Linked DNA regions of Mus musculus: region 2 is linked to region 1. A link is a contact called in public Micro-C data. All regions are on one chromosome and are shown on one strand. The core of a region is the stretch at or near the end of the contact, and the rest is flanking DNA. Distances in the headings are between cores, read along the strand shown.

Region 1 (4,879 bases), core at 1,823-4,322:
GTAAGGAGATAAGTCTATTGGTTAAGTGACTTGCCTGGCCACTTTGAGATTCATGATTTGCTATGGCTGTTTAGGGCATGAGTACTTTTGTTTTTGTTTATGTCATGTATTTCCAATGAGGAGCTTTCCCATAGTATTTTTCTCCCCTGAGTTTCTCGGAGGGGCATGGATCCAAAAGTATCAGAGTGGCTACAGTTCAGAAGGAACCTTAGGAAGACTACTTTATCATCAGTATGCCTGACCCCATAAGTAGCAGTGGGATTGAATAGTAGAGCTCTGCTCTAGCTCCTGTAATTTCAAGAACTGCTTGTACTAGTCCACTCTGAACAGCTTCATCTACTTTCAATTTAGAGAAGCTGAGTGGAAAAAATAGCATGTACCTCTTGTTAATATCCATTTCCTGTATTTAGGTCATAAGAGAGCCTAGGTTACCTTAATGTATTTAAGATTAAAAAAAAATGCTACTCTGCAAGTGAAAGAAGTAAAAACTAAAACACTATTTAGTGTAGGCTACATATAATCTGTTAAGTCTCAGTACCAGAACTGAGAACAATTACTGCAGCTGGGAGAGAAGGAAGGTAAAACAGTGATACAAAGTAAAGTTATATAAAAACTTCCTCCAAGAAATGTTATGTTTCTTTTCTAAGAAAAGTTAGAACTAACGTAGTGTATTAAGTTAGGAAAATCTATTTAGGCAGGGCCTGCAGCTTCATTAACCAAGTTCTACCTTAGATGGGGTGGGTTGGGAACAACCTTAGCACTACTTACTTCCTACTTCAAACAACCCTAATTTGAGCAAACAACTGCTCTAACTGGTAATTCTAATGTCCAGCAAACACTTGCAGGGGGTCTTTGGGATCTCCACTGTAATGGTGAGGTTCCAGAAAACATGCTAGTTCCAGAAGTGCTATAGGGAACCTACTACAGGAACCAAGAGGTATGTGGGCCCACATCAGCTTCGTGGGGTGGGGTGGGGTGCAGCTACAGGAAACTGTAATGGTTTACTGTGTGCAAAAAACCTCAAAGGAGAAGGTCAGGCAAGGATAATAGGCCAATTTAATCCTGAAAGCACAAGGTGCAAGAAATTTTATGATGGTCTGCCACTGAAATCACACAAGATCCAATAGCATCCAACTGCAACTGCTCATCAAGGGAAACAAGAGGTGTAATTGTAACCGCGGTGTAATCACTGAGACTGCTTCTGCCTACAGCTCCCAGCAGAGAAGTATTAAGAGCCTGGAAAATCCAATTCAGAGAAAAAGAGATTGTACATGGCGTAACGAAACAAAAGCTGTGTGTGTGTGTGTGTGTGTGTGTGTGTGTGTGTGTGTGTGTGTGTGTGTGTTTCTGTGTGCTTTGCCCATATGGAGGACAGAGGCTTAGAAATGTGTACTCGACCTCCTCAGAACTCCCTTCTTGAAGCTTCTCCTCTCCTTTGTTTAAAACACTTAGCCTGGTGTTACAAAGATTGCCATTACCAGACACTCTGGAATGCTAACCCAACACACCCTAGTCTATAGGAAAAACACCGTACCCACTACTCTCACCCCCTCAAGGGAGCTCCTGCGCTGCCCAGGGACTCCCTCAAGAAGCACAGACCCCTGCTTGAGCTCTTCCACCCAGCCAAGAGCAACAGCCAGCCCCAAGGAAGCTAAGCTGCCCAGCAGCGCCCGCTCCGAAGTTGGCACTGAAGTTTGTCCAAGGATGTCCGGAACCTTGAGGAGAAAGGGACATGAGGTGGAAAAGACAGTAGGAGTAAGTTGAGTTTTCCGAGTGGATCCTAAGGCAGAAGGTCAGTTACGTTCGAAGCCTTTTTTTTTTTTTTTTTTTTTGGTGCGCACTGAGAAAGTCTCCCTGGCGCCTGGGAGCTGTCACCTGAGGGCAGCCCAGGAGGGAGCAGGAAACATCCTCCTGGCGCCAGGGGAGGACCTCAGGCTTCAGACTCACTGGATCTTGGGGCTCAAAGCAGAGGGGGAGGGGAGATGGCAGAGGGGACAAGAGGCAAAAGCAACACCTTTCAGACAGGCTTTCTCCTACGCCCTCTCCAAGTTCGTGCTGAGAGGGCCAGGACTCTCCCAAACCACTCTATGAGTCCTCAGTTCAAACAAGTCCACCGCCAGAGATGGGTGGGGTGGCGGCATGGAAGCCAAGGGCTTAAAGGTTGAGACCCTAAAACCAGCTCTAGTCCCTCGCCGAGACAACCTAATGCATTTACACAAGCCACAGCCAGTAACAGCTCGCGGCTGGCACAGGGCTTAGCTCCCGACTCCCCTGTTATTCCTAATAAAGTCGATTACGTTGCCCTCCCGGTGCTGATTGGAAGGGAACCGAGAGGGAAAGGGGGGCGGGCGAGGGAAAGAGCACGGGGAGCAATCAACTTTGCGACCCAGCACTTCCTCGCGATCCGTCGCCATGCTTAAGATCCACCCCCACCCCCTCCTGCCTTTCAAGTGGATACTGAAACTAGGCCAAAACTTTTCCCCTCCTTTTCTCTTTGCCACTAGACTGGATTGTGCCCCATGGAGCCCCATGGAGCTCTGCTTTCTTAAGCACAATAGCCGGACTAATTAGATCATAGAGGCAAGGCAGCGATACTGTAACAAGTAGCCCAAGAGGCAAAAGAGGGAAGGGCCGAAGAAAGGGAAAGGGGAAAGTTTGCAGCTCTCACACTTACCGATCAAGCCTCCCACCAGAAAGGCAACGATTTGGAAAACCAGAAGAATCCCTCCAACAATGCAGAGCTTCTTGGTACTCATGTTTTCTATAATTGCCCCAGCCATTTCTGCGACCCCCTTTCTTTTCTCCTTTAAGTAAATGTTTTAGGGTATGCTTTCGCTTCCCCTCTCCTTCTTCCTTGCCCTCTTTTCCTGGTGCTGCAAAACTTCAAGGGTGCGTTAGCAGAGGAGGTGGGACAGACCGCAGGCGCCCGCGCGGATGCCTGGGCGAAGCCGCTTGGGCTCCCCAGATGCCCAGAGCTGAGACTGCGGCCGCCCGGCAGCCAGTGGACGCTTAAAGAAGCAGGGAAGCGGATCACATGACACGCCTCCCTCTCTTTCTTCCTCCCTCCCTCTCGCGCTTCCTCCCTCCCTCCCTCCCTCTCTTCCTCAACCCTGGCCCGCCAGTTCAGGGATCTCAGCTCCCGCCAGCTCTGGCTACCCGCCCTCAGGTCTGGCCTGCAGCTTGCCCCGGCAACAGCTAACATCTTGAGGGGGGTCGGGTGGCTGGTGTTGTTAAATGGGCTTGGCATACGCAGTCTCTACCATGTTTCCTTTTCGGGTTCCCAAAGTATGGGATTTAAGTTACTCATGGGCCTCTTTGCAAACCCTTAACTTACATGTTGAACCCACCCCACCACCAGCCATTTGAACGCTAGGAAAGAGGTGAATTTTAAAAAGGAGTCTAATGAAGTTAAGTCAAAGTATAAAGAGAAGAAATAAGGTCTCTGTTCTGGTACCTTCTGCCTTGCCCTATCCTGGAATTATAACCCGCTAAATTCCTCATTACACGGCCCTTCAAGAGCCTTATTATCCAGACAAATCAAACGTCTGTTCCTTACTCTACCCTGGACTGCCAGTCTTGGTGTTGACTATTACCTAAACGCTTTAAAGTTCATTGAAAACTCGACTTGTTTTAAAATTCTTGTTTTGGTTTTTTACACCACCTTTATGTTCCAAGGGTCGATCCCCTCCAATCATGCTCTCACATTTTCACCTTCTATAAGGTCTTATGAATGCACATTTGTTTCCATTACTAAGCTGTAAATTTCTGGGAGACTGGGACCAAGTTCAATTCTCTTTGTATCTGCCCCCACCCCTCAGTGCCTAACAAAATTCTCACACTAGGAGACCCTGCATGAACTTTGGTGGAATGAATAAATGAGTGAATGTTTAAGCAAGCCCACAGCTTGCATTTAAAAAGCCTAAAGGACTTTAGTTGGGTAGGTAGTATACATGTTAAATAGTACCAGTTAGAGTTTCAGGTGGGTGGTCACAGCTACTAGGAGGCTGAGTCAGGAGGATTAGTAATTTACGACCAACCTGGATAATTTTAGAGACCCTATCTCAAAACAAAAACTAAAAAGTGATCTGGGCCTCTTGTTTAACTTGATCTGAGGTCCTAGATTCAAACCCCATGGAAGGCAGAGGAGGAAAGAGAATGTTAGCTCTTTGAGAGATTTACTTATATTGATACACTACATCCAAGGAAAAGTGGTGATCTTAAGAGATTTCTTGATAAGGCTGACCCAAACTCCAGGGCCTGGTTTTTCCATGTTTCATAAACTGTCTATTTAGCCAATGCAACTCAAATCACACATTAGCTTTATAAAGGTACCTCCTGGCCTCCCAGTACAGGTTTCCAAAGCCACCAGCATACCTGATTTCTTGCTTCTTGTCATCTTCCTGTGGAGGAACTATTTACTGTCCTCTTCTTCCTTCAGTTACTTGTCCAACATTTGCTTACAATCTTAATGTGTTTTCTTTTCCTTCCTGAGCACTAGAGATTATATCAAAACTTCAAGAGTATTCTGAAGGAACTACAGGGTAGTTGTGATTCACTGTATAATGATTTTCCAAATTGTAATTGCTGTGTGTGTGTGTGTGAGAGAGAGAGAGAGAGAGAGAGAGAGGAAGAAGAAGAAAGAGGGAGGAGGAGGAGGAGGAGGAGAGAAAAAGAAGGAAGGAAAAGGAAAAAGGAGGGAAGGGAGGAAGAAATTGATATCCTTATTCCATAGGGATCCTGCTGGAAACTGGATAATGGGATTGCTAAAACTGAAGTGTTCATTTCAATTGGCTCATGGCCCTTTAAGAATCATCTTTTTATATCACCGTCCCTGCTTCATCAAGCCTAAGCATAAAATCAGATAGAGTCTTAGTTACTT
Region 2 (5,002 bases), core at 70-2,569, 1.3 Mb after region 1:
TTTTCCAAAATGCACTCCTTTCCTCTTCTTTGTGTAAATTAAGGGAAGTCTCCTTAAGAGGCCACCAACCTTTTCACCTTTTCCAGATAAAGCAGTAATCCTCTTCCATGACTATCTATAGATGAAGTCTCAGTCTCCAATCTCTTCCTAGACAATTCCTGGCAGCCTGGGGTGGGGGCAGGGTTCGATGTTTAACCTTGAAGACTTTTCGTATTCCAGATATAAGATACATGCCAGCACTTTTGGGAGTTCACCCAACTCCAAGTAGCATCTGAATGTCACAGTCCACTGGCATTGGAGAGAAAAGGGGGAGGCCCCTAGCCCTATCACTTCTAAATCACAGAAGAATCCCGGGATAGAAGGAATTCGGTTTCGTCTAGAAAGCAGGGGGTCTAAATATAGCACTAGTCTCATCACTATGCTTTTTAAAGCTTTTTGTACATGTCTGTATTTTTCTGTGTGTGCTTTCCGGTGAATATGTGTGGAGGAGCGAATGTTCCTGAGTTCGGGGCAGAAGGAGCAGGATTGTGAATAAATGAAAGGAAGTTGGGAAACACTTCTCATTTTTTGTACATCCCCTGAACAGCAATCTCAGACCAAAATGGAAAGGGGTCTTGAAAGCTGCCATTGACTCTCTATGGTAGTACTGAATAAGCCACTGGACTCAGAAGCAGACCTTTTCCTTGGGCAGCCTGCAACCTGCAGCCTGCAACGCAGGCAGGGAGGAAACCCCGAGGAGGCACTCCTGGCGGTCTCTTTGCTGAGGTAGCAGGAGCGGCAGCCTGCGGAGCCACGCGCAGCGTCACTGAACTGGTGCGGGAGCACCCAGCGCACAGGCCTGGAGCCGCGGTGCTGGCGGATTCCCGGCGCTGCAGAACACCGTGCCGCCAGCAGGAGCGCCCCGGGCTGGTGGGAGAACGCCGGGGGAGCCCGCGCTGCCCCGTGCGAGCCTGATGACACCTGCTTTGTGTACTCCAGGCAACTGAGGGACCTAGAGAGCTCAACTGGCTGTCTAAAAGCTGCGGGTGGTAACGGAACCAGAGAAAGCTAGAACATCTCATTTCTCCGCGGGACTGAGATCTTGCTCCTCCAAATTGCAGGGAGTCCAAGTAGAGGTCATAAGGGGCAAGCAAGGTAGTCCAAGAATGGCTGAGGTCTGGCAAGGTGGTGGTCATCCTCTCTGAGCCCTGGAAAATCTCCTTGACATTTTTCACACTTTGAAGCAGCTGCAGCTGGTGTCGTCGGAAAAGGGGGTGGGAGGAAAGAGAGGGGGCGGGGAGAGTGGGGAGTCACAGGCGCGAGCCAGGAGCAGCGCCTCGTCTGCCAATCCTGGCACCTGTGCGCCAAGCCGCGGCACCACGGAGGACCCCGTTCCGGGCCAACCCTGGGCTCCAAGCCACGGCCACCCAGCCTCTGGGCAAGCGCGACCTGCAGCCGCCCACCCAGGACCCCCGCCGCCACCCGCAACTGCGGGAGCGCAAGAGCCCAGCCAGTGCTTGCTGCGCCCCGGGCCACGGGGTCCCTCGCCTCTTCAGAGGCGTCGCGGCCAGCCGGGGCAGCAGCCGAGTTGGGTACACGATTCGCCCGCGCTGCCTTTCTCTTCTCCACCCAGGATTTATTGTCTGTGGAGCCTTCTGGGGGCGGGGAGGGAGCTGCGCCTCCGCCGCCGCCGCCGCCACTGCTGCTGCTACGGTCGCTAGCGCGGCGCTCTGGGCGGGCGGAGGCCGGGGACTGGCCGCAGTGGTGCTCCGGGCGGGCTCCCGGCTCCCCAGGGGCGCCTCTCCTCTCCTGCACCTGAAGGGCAGTGGCACCATGGTCTGACACCGCATCTGCCTGGAGTCCCCTCTGCCTTTGCTTCGGAGGACTCCCCTACTGGCTTCACTGCGGACCCCAGAGCACTTTAAGGAGTAACCCTCAGCAGCTGCAAGGCCTTCACTCCTTGGACCCTCATGGGTAGTTTCTGCTTCCGGCGATGTGAGTAGGGCATTGGGGGACCTCTGCCCACGGTCCAGGAGTGGGGATCTGGGAGGCTCAGGTGGCCCGGGTGCCTCAGCGTTGGGGCGGTTGCCGGTCTGTGGAATCCAGCGATAGCTGGACAAGTGCTTAGGAGCCCGGCGCTTTGGATGGTCAAGGGACTCTAAAGGGTTACATATTGCGAAAAGGAAAGGTGAGGAGCGAGTGCGGGGAACTGATGCTGGGACCACGGAGTCCTGAGAGATATGGCTTTCTGCATTTTTTTTTTTTTTTTGATCCTGGGGTATCCAGTCTGCTTTCCCCGTGGTGTGTGAGGGATGGAGCAAGTGTGATACACACACACACACACACACACACACTTGTGGCAGCACACACTTGTGCTTTATCTTGAAAGGTGTATTACTGTCTTGGTGTCTATAAAGGAATTATTGGGGTGTCACTGAGGGTGAAAAGAAAAGGGTGGGGTTTGGGGAGAAGAATGGGATGGGAAAGAAGGAAAGACTAAAGGACAGAAAGAAGTGGGAAGGGATGGGGCGAGTGCTTTCCTTGGAGTCTGAGAAGATGCTTGACTCTCTAAGCCAGGCAACTCCTTTGTGTTCTGTGAGAGAAGCTAGGGAATCTCACTGCTCCTGGTACAGCTCTGGGTCCCTTGGCATCCTCCGGGGTCTTTTGGGATTCAGGACATGCCTTGGATTGTATTTGAAAAAGGAGCTAAGACCGCCAATATTGGGGTAACTGTGACACTCTGCTTGCAGACAATTAGCTGGGCTACCAGAGATCTCCTATATCATCAAATTTAGAGTCAAGATGGGGGCGGGATGGGGGTGGGGGCTGCACAGATTGTCGTTAAAAACAGTGACTTCATAACCGAGATGGCTGCAAAATTGCTTCATTACACTACTTGGCCATCAGGGTTGGGGAGAGAAAAGATCCGCCTCCGCCCCCCACCCCCTTCTTGCTGGTTGCCCCTCCTCACCAAGGCACAAAGCAAGTGGCACCTCACCAGGCAGGGAAGGGGTTACTTTCACAACTCCTGGGAATCGGCCTCAGGAAGGAACCATCTGTGACTCCCACGTCCTTTCCAAGTTCTCCATCAAAAGGAATCTCAGAAAGCAGGAGGGGGTGGGTGGGAATTGAGGCAGCGGGCCTCCACCTGCTCTTTGCTATTACTTTCCCTGTACACTTAAGCACATCGGAATTACCTGCAGTGGTAATTGGGTCAGCAGGAGAGCATGTGCACCCGAGTCTCTAGATGGGGCTCTGCTGATGGATGAGAAGCAATTTGTGTTTGAGCATATTTTAACCTGAGCAAAATTTCTAAGCACAATAGAGGTTTTATCGCGTGGGCGAGCAGAGTGCATACCAGTGAAAGTGAACACGTGATCCCTCCAACGCAAGAGAAACTGTATTAGGAAGTAGCTTTTCTTTGTTTCAAGCTGAGCCTATGAGAAGCTCAGCATCCCAGTTGCTGAAGTTCCCTTTTATTTTTAATAAAGTTGACCAGAGGTGAAAGAAAGCGAAAGGGAACTCAGCCTGAGATGCCTCTTGGTTAGCAACATCCTACATTCTTTGTTTCAACGTTCCCTCCAGTACCCTCCATTCAGATATCTATCTGGTCCCAGCTGGTTCCTAGTTTGAAATGATACATTCTTTCTGAGGGCATAGGGGAAAGTTCTTCAGACCCTGAGCACAAGCACGTGCACATGGGTGCTCTAGAACACCAAAAGCTGCTGCCTTTCTGAAACGCGTGCTTCTGTCTCTGGTTGAAGCACTCCCAGTTGCTAGGTTCTAGAGAACCACCTGGAGGTCTTGCTGGGAATGAATAGAGCAGTCTGCCTGGCTTCCTTGAAAATACTCATCACAACAGGGAAGGGAGAGAAAGCAGGCTTCAGGGGTGATTTTATTTCTCCTTAACTATCTGAGACTAAAGTTATTTAGAGGTGTACTTAGCAATATCTGTATTTGAATTCCTCAGGTTTAAAAAATGTCCTGAATGTTGATAATCTATTAATTTAGTGTAAGTGGAGCTGATTTCCTACCCAATCATTAAGGGCAGTTACCTAACTTGGGAATCTCTTACTTCCAAGAGACCTTAAAAAGCTGATGTCTTTAAAATTTGAGCTGTATATGTCCTACCTGGACAATGCCCTTCCACCACACCAAGATGTCATGGGAGAAAAGGCACCCTCAATTTCCAGAATATGCCATGAGCTGAGAGATCTTTATGCACATTTTTTTTAATTTAACTTCTCAAAAAGATGTGTGCTCACCATGGCAACCCTTGCCTCCCACATCCAGGCTCCTGCACATATGCAGCTTCAGAATTAGAACAACTTCATAAGAAATGAACTTGGTCCAATTACAGGAGCCATGTTTTATTCAGAATTTTAGCATGCCTTTAGGCAAGCATGAATATTTTCTCAATTAATATAACATTCCATTATATTTTGTAAGCTTTTAATTTTTCCAATTTCTCCATAATTATAGAACGTAAACATGAACAGTTTAGTGTACTTTTTGTTTGCTTTGAATTTTTAGAAATTGAAGATATTGTTATTACAAATCTTTATTGCATATGAAAGGCATCCTGTATTACTGTCAGATTGCTAATCTGGGGTATTTCCAGTACATAGTGCATGGTCATAATTGTAAAAAAAAAAGTCTGTATTTGAATTTAAAACACTACATTTTTACAATAGCTGAAAAGTTGTAGATATTAGATTTTAATTGACATTAATATCTCACTGATGCTGTAATTTTGTTTGTTCAATGCCTGTAACCCAGGTGTAAGAATTGGTCACACATTCCACAGCACTAAAACTTTACACCTAAACCAAGAATACAAAGGGAAAGACTAACTGCTCATAAATTTATTGATGGGTTGTTTCTGGGTTGTTTTTTGTTTCTTTGTTTTTTGTTTGTTTACTCCACAAAAATTACTTCATGTTTTAGAAAATTCTAAATTTTGAAAATATGTGGTGCTCTTTAAACTCAAGAATTATAGTAGCCACACATACCAGCAATGAAA

Evidence for each region. A called contact is a pair of places that touch in the nucleus more often than the background predicts.
Region 2: a Micro-C map of embryonic stem cells shows a contact between it and region 1, with 6 times the contacts expected there. The contact joins the promoter of Lrrc7 here to the promoter of Wls in region 1. A contact is called at or near these places in 7 of 39 promoter capture datasets (cranial neural crest, embryonic stem cells, hippocampal neurons and 2 more), 3 of 484 Hi-C or Micro-C datasets (all in embryonic stem cells) and 1 of 115 datasets of contacts at active chromatin or transcription factors (astrocytes).

What each region holds. Positions count from the first base shown.
Region 1 is chr3:159,837,843-159,842,721 of GRCm38.p6, reverse strand. Wls (wntless WNT ligand secretion mediator) reads right to left here and starts at 3,072. Exons shown (of 12, transcript NM_026582.5): 1 at 2,675-3,072. The coding sequence starts at 2,780.
Region 2 is chr3:158,558,078-158,563,079 of GRCm38.p6, reverse strand. It overlaps Lrrc7 (leucine rich repeat containing 7), which reads left to right and starts at 1,319. Exons shown (of 28, transcript NM_001081358.3): 1 at 1,319-1,974.